Regions from separate parts of the Mus musculus genome. Here region 1 is linked to region 2. A link is a contact called in public HiChIP or PLAC-seq data. All regions are on one chromosome and are shown on one strand. Each heading gives the region's core, a stretch centred on a gene start, on an enhancer-like site or on the middle of the called end of the contact. The rest is flanking DNA. Distances are from core to core; before and after follow the strand shown.

The links. HiChIP or PLAC-seq counts read pairs in DNA pulled down with a chosen protein or histone mark.
Region 1: a contact with region 2 is called in a FOXA1 HiChIP or PLAC-seq map of pancreatic cancer cells. The contact joins the promoter of Pla2g2e here to the enhancer-like site in region 2. A contact is called at or near these places in 5 of 39 promoter capture datasets (the C10 cell line, Sertoli cells and embryonic stem cells), 3 of 115 datasets of contacts at active chromatin or transcription factors (embryonic basal ganglia, microglia and pancreatic cancer cells) and 2 of 9 other capture datasets (adipose tissue and liver).

The regions. Positions count from the first base shown.
Region 1 is chr4:138,876,601-138,879,300 of GRCm38.p6, forward strand. It overlaps Pla2g2e (phospholipase A2, group IIE), which reads left to right and starts at 1,342. Exons shown (of 5, transcript NM_012044.2): 1 at 1,342-1,472.
Region 2 is chr4:138,536,008-138,538,707 of GRCm38.p6, forward strand. No RefSeq gene overlaps it. Among named protein-coding and RNA genes, the nearest start is that of Gm32549, 41 kb to the left of the region's middle. Within about 2 kb of position 1,419, at least 44 of the 459 cell types and tissues checked have an H3K27ac peak or open chromatin away from gene starts, as enhancers often do. A contact at or near this core is called in embryonic basal ganglia and pancreatic cancer cells, where this site is marked.

The DNA.
Region 1 (2,700 bases), core at 92-2,591, 340 kb after region 2:
TGTATGTGTATGTGGCTGTGTGCACATGTATGTGTATGTGGGTACATGTACACATGTGTGTGCTTGTGTGTACATGTGTTGCATACCTGTACTCACAGGTATACACACCCATGAATGTGCATGAAGAGGCCAGAGGAAGACATTAGGTATCCTGCTCTCTCACTCTCTTATTCCCTTGAAACAGTCTCTCTCGATGAACACAGAGACAGCCAGCAGCCAGCAAGCCCCAGTCATCCTCCTGTCTCCATTCCCTAAAGCACTGAGGTTCCAGACATGTACAGCCACACGTGACTATTTATGTGGGTGTCGGGGATTTGAACCCAGGCCCTCACACTTATGCAGCAAACCGTCTCACCGACTGAGCCCAGCCCCCTGAAACCCCTTACTCTTTATTATTTTAGACATGTAGCCCAAGCTGGCCTTAAACTACTCCTACACACACAAAGATGACCTTTAGTTTCTGGCACTCTCGCCTCTGCCTGCTGAGCGCTGAGGTTCCAGATGGGCACCCACATACCCAGGTCACGCAGGGCAGGGCATCAGATCCAGGGCATCAGATCTGCCAAGCAAGCACTGCACCAACTAGGCTGCCTCTCCAGCTCCCCCAAAGATACAAATAAATACCAAGAGCAAGAAAATGGCACTGCAGTCTGAGCTCCTCAGTGTCTCACACATATCCATCCTGACCTCCATGTCAACCACTCCAGCTGCCACCCTGGAACCCCACCCTTCCATCCGACTATCAAGTAGAGACAGTGGTCCCATGAGTGTGCTGGAAGCATAGGCTCCCTGCATGCTTCCCCCCTCCCCCTGCCCAATATTGATTGGTTCCCCCTGAGGACAAGGCTGCCCACAAAAGGCCTTGCCATCTCATGTCTCCTTTGTCTGGCTTACAGCCCTAAAAAGTCAGTCTAATTATTTCCATTTTTATAGATGATTCAGGTCCTGACTTTGCTGTAATTTCTGCCACATTGCACAAGAGGTGTGAAGGCCCTAACACCAACACCCTTTCTGGAATGTCTGAACCTTTCTAAGTCCAGCTTCCACTAGCATTGCACTTCAATGGGGTAGCCTCCTCCAGGAAGCTAGCCCAGATTTCTCCAACATGATACAGCCCTATGGGAACATTCAGTGTCCCATCCTGCCCAGGTCAGGATTCAAAAGCAAACTGTCTCAGAATCCAGGCTCCTCTTGCGCTCCCTACTCCCAGGGACTAAACTTCGATGCCATGCTGTTGGGAGTCAGCTGTTCCTATGACTCATGGTTTGAGGCCTCGTGACCCAGGCCAGAAGCTAGGGACTGCCAGAAGAACTCTCATTAAAAATCAAAAGGAAATGGCAAGAAAAGAGACCTCTCTCAGTAGACGGTGACTCAGAGCTGCAGGGTGTACCAGGCAGGTGGACTTGGTCCCCATCACCTTTGCAACAGGGACAGAGCTTGCAGTACCCAGATGCCCCTGGGAGGTGGCAGAGGTAGGAGTGTGGTTTCAGGAAGTGGATGGGCAGGGTTGGATGTGGGGTTGAGGCCCTGTGTATAGCCTTGTTTACAACTCCCCTCCTGTGTTCAAAACCTTTCTTCCCCAGTCACATAGCCGAGGGAGTCGGGCTACTCAGAGCTCTCCTCCTGACTCTTCAGAGAAACTTCCCAGGGACAGGGCACTTTGGCCAGGGTGTCTAGATTCCTTCTCTTGAGACCCAGCCAAGTCCACAGAATGCAGACAGACCCCAGGCCCTCAGAGCAGCTGAGGCTTGAAGCTGGACAAGGGGTCATTAGTCACGTGCCCCAGGTGCCTCCTCCCATGAGAGTTTTTCCCGAGACTGGAAGAAAAATAGAGAAGAGAGAATTAGGCTTTATAATTGTGTTATTATAAAGTCAGACATAGTCCAGGCTGTATTAACATCATTCCTCTGATTTTATTTAAAAAACAAAAAACAAAAAACAAATCGTGGTCTGAGTAGCACAGCGCTCACCTACCCACCCCCGCCCTCAGCCCAAAGGGGCTAAGTTGGCCCTTGGTGAGCCCTTTAGGGCTGCCTGGGTCCACATTCCAGCTCCTTATTTACTGAGGTGTCTGTCTGTCTGTCTGTCTGTCTGTCTGTGTCAGTCCCCACCTCACCCCCTGTCGTGGGCTATGGAGGGTCTTTGGCCCTGTGTACACCCCTGTGGCCCTGCACATGCTCAGTGCGAGCCAGTTCTCATGAAGGAGGTGAGGCAGGATGCCCCTGTCTCTGTAACACAGACAGGAACACTGAGGTCCCAAGCAAGGGAAAGGGACTGCCCAGGGCCTCGTGCGTGATCCGTGGTGGAAACAGGATTCAGAAAGCCCTGGGTGTTGACAGAAGCAGATGGCCAAGTTATCTCAGTCACCAGTCATGAAGAGGGACGGTTGGGGAGGAACACTTCTGCACTGGAAACAGGACACACTCGGAACTTGGCTCCGAGAAAGCTTCAGTTTCTCCACAGCACTGGGCCTCATCCAATGGGTTGGTTACAAGGAAATGAACACAATAGGAAGCATAGGGGAAAAAATGGGGCACAGACCCCGGGAGCAAAGTTAGCAATTTAAGAGTGTGGGGGTCCAGAGAAGGTGGAACAGAAGGAAAGATGGCCACACGACTCTCCCATCCCTGTTTTCACACACCCTCGGAAGAGCCCCCCGGGGAACTGGCTGGCCCCTCCCCTGGGAACTTAGTCAAAGTG
Region 2 (2,700 bases), core at 169-2,668:
ATGGCAGTCCTGGGTTAATTCCCATTAAATGCCTAGAGCAGCCCCTGAGACTGCCATCCTTATGCAGGGATAGACATGTGACCCACTCCTATCCAATGACTATAAGCCTTGGGACTTCTACTGGCACCAGTTGGAAATAAGGGTGCCTCTCTTCCATGGGCAGGATGTGTGTCCCCAGCGGCTGACCTATGCCATCTCAGGGAATGACTTTGCCTTAGCTTAAAGTTATAAGAAAGAAGCCAAGGGGGACATGTTTGGTTTGGTTTGGTTTGAACCAGGGTTGTGCATGTCCCAAGCTGGCTTTGAACTTGCTAGAGAGCTAAGGGTAACCTTGACCTTCTGGTCCTCCTATATCTATTTTCCGAATGCTAGGGTTACAGGTGTACTCCACCATACCTGTATTTATTCAGTGCAGGAGGACTGGACGCAGAGCTTTGTGCATGACAGACAAGCACTCAACCAACCGAACTATAGCCCCAGCTCCTCTGTAGACATTTTTGGGAGCACTTGGAGCCAAGCCTGAGGCCAGCAGACTTGTTCCAACATGAGTAAGCACATCTCATGTGGGTGGGCTCGTTTCACTGACAGAGAAGCGTTAAGCTGAAGGTTCGGTCTGACCCTGTCTATTATAAGGGTTATCGTCTGGGGGTCCAAGACTAGCCAATGACTCGGGACAGTGCTCCAACTCCTCAATGTTAGACTGCCACCCTTTCTTGCCGCCATGTGCTGACGAGGTGCCTTGGGATCTCAGAGCCTTGTGAATGGCCCTGTTCCATTCTCATTGCTGCAAAGTGGCAGTGGTCGGCATCACATAACCTCAACGTGGATGGAGATCCTTAGCCATGTGATAACTCTCTGAAGAAGCCCCTGGACCTTTCAAACATCAAATGAATCTGCCCTCACAAAGTTCCAGTAGCAGTAGTGGGTTCCACCACCGTCCAGTCCAAGGCCCTCAGCTGTCAGCAAGGGATGGTGGGAGATCAGAAGTTGAGACCCTCAGGGGCAGTGATGTGTCTTCTTTCTTATTAAATTAAGGTGTGTGCTAGCATGAAGTAGAATTACTTTCGTCCTCAGTTTCCCTAGACTATACTCTCTGGCTTCCTTTACCCTCAGAGCTTGCCCCATTTCTCCTCTGACTCCTCGCCACTCTCCACACCCTCCCTCCTTGCCTGGCCTCCCCATTTCCAAGTCTCACCCCCTTCAATCCCCATCCTTACCCCATCTGCCTTTCTCTCTGGCTCACAGCTTACCTCACACCCCTGTGCCTTTCTTTCCCTAGGTCTTTAGGTTTAGCCCCAACAGTCCTGCCCCAGGCAGCAACCTCGCACCTGTCTCTGTTTCTCCCTCCCTCTCCTGCAGGTGGCCCACTGCCAGTCGGGCACCAGCCGGGTTGCCATGGGAACCGCTGAGCAGCTTAGGAAGCTGCCATAGATCTAATCACAGGCTGTGAAGCTTCAAGGAACAGCTCCCTTTCTGTAGAAACACCACTGACAGCCAATTAGGTGGGGTTGTGGAGGAGGAGGCTGGGAGAGGGACAGGAGCCATAGAAGATGTCTAAGGCAGGGCCTGGCCTCGTGACCACCCAGGGCAGAAGGTCACATCTACCCAGCCCACACTATGTTTCAAATCCTTTGAGAAGATATTCTGGATGTCTTCAGGACTTTTACTCTTGTTTCTCTTGTCATTCCTTCGATCCACTGATTTTCTCATTCAGTCATTTATATACCAGACATCCCTAAGGGTCCTGAGACTGGCCAGACAGTGGGGGAAGACAGATCCTTATGTGGAAGGCTGCCCCTAGTGGACCAAGGATCACTGGTTGGAGGCCTATATTGGCGTGGGGAAGATCTGAGGTGGGCAGGAGACCATTGCTGGCTGGGCAGGTTGGAGAGAATAAGAGATCTGGGAGTGGCTTCACGGGGGACCGATGAGTCGTGTCTCTAGGGGAGAAACAGGGTGGCATAAGCCAAACCACAGGGAGCCTAGACTTTGTCCTGCAGATGGGTGTGGCATGCCTTTGAGAGTGTATCCCAGGAGATTTAGGCAAAGCAGGGTGAGGCCAAAAGAAGCCACTGTGGGTAGAGACTCTTTATAGCACCCAGGTTCCCTGGAGTCAGGAGGGCAAGAGTGGGGAATGGGGCGGGGGTCCCCACCTGTGATCACTCTCCACACTGTACACCCATGGTGGTGGTTAGGGGTCAGAAGGGGCTTCAGTTCTGTCGCCCCTCAGAGGGGCTCTCCCAGACACCAGGCTTTTGGTTTCTCTTATCCCAACCAGAGAATGTGTTTGCATATCATTTGCATGCATTTGCATGTTCTGTGACAAGGCTCAGCATTACGTGTGGAAGCCACATTTTTCTCACCAGGGTGTTTTCGTCCTGAATCAGAGTTCAGGTGCAAAGAGAGCAAGGTTCTCCACTCTTTCCTGGCCTAGCCAACTGCTCCCAAATTCCTCCCCTCACCTCAGAGCCTTGACCTCACCTCCCGCTCAGCAGTTAACAAGATAGAAGCCAAGTAGCCAGGCTCCCTCTGGCCCGGAAACTTGGTATCTCAGTGTGACTTGGGCATGTTGGGTTTTTCCCCCCCATGCCTGCACCTGTCCTTGAGTGAGTGTGGCGCTTATCACAGGTTGGAGGGTGGGCATCATCCGAGTCTGTTAACCCTGTGGGTACAGCATCCCAGGCCCTAGCATTTTAAGGA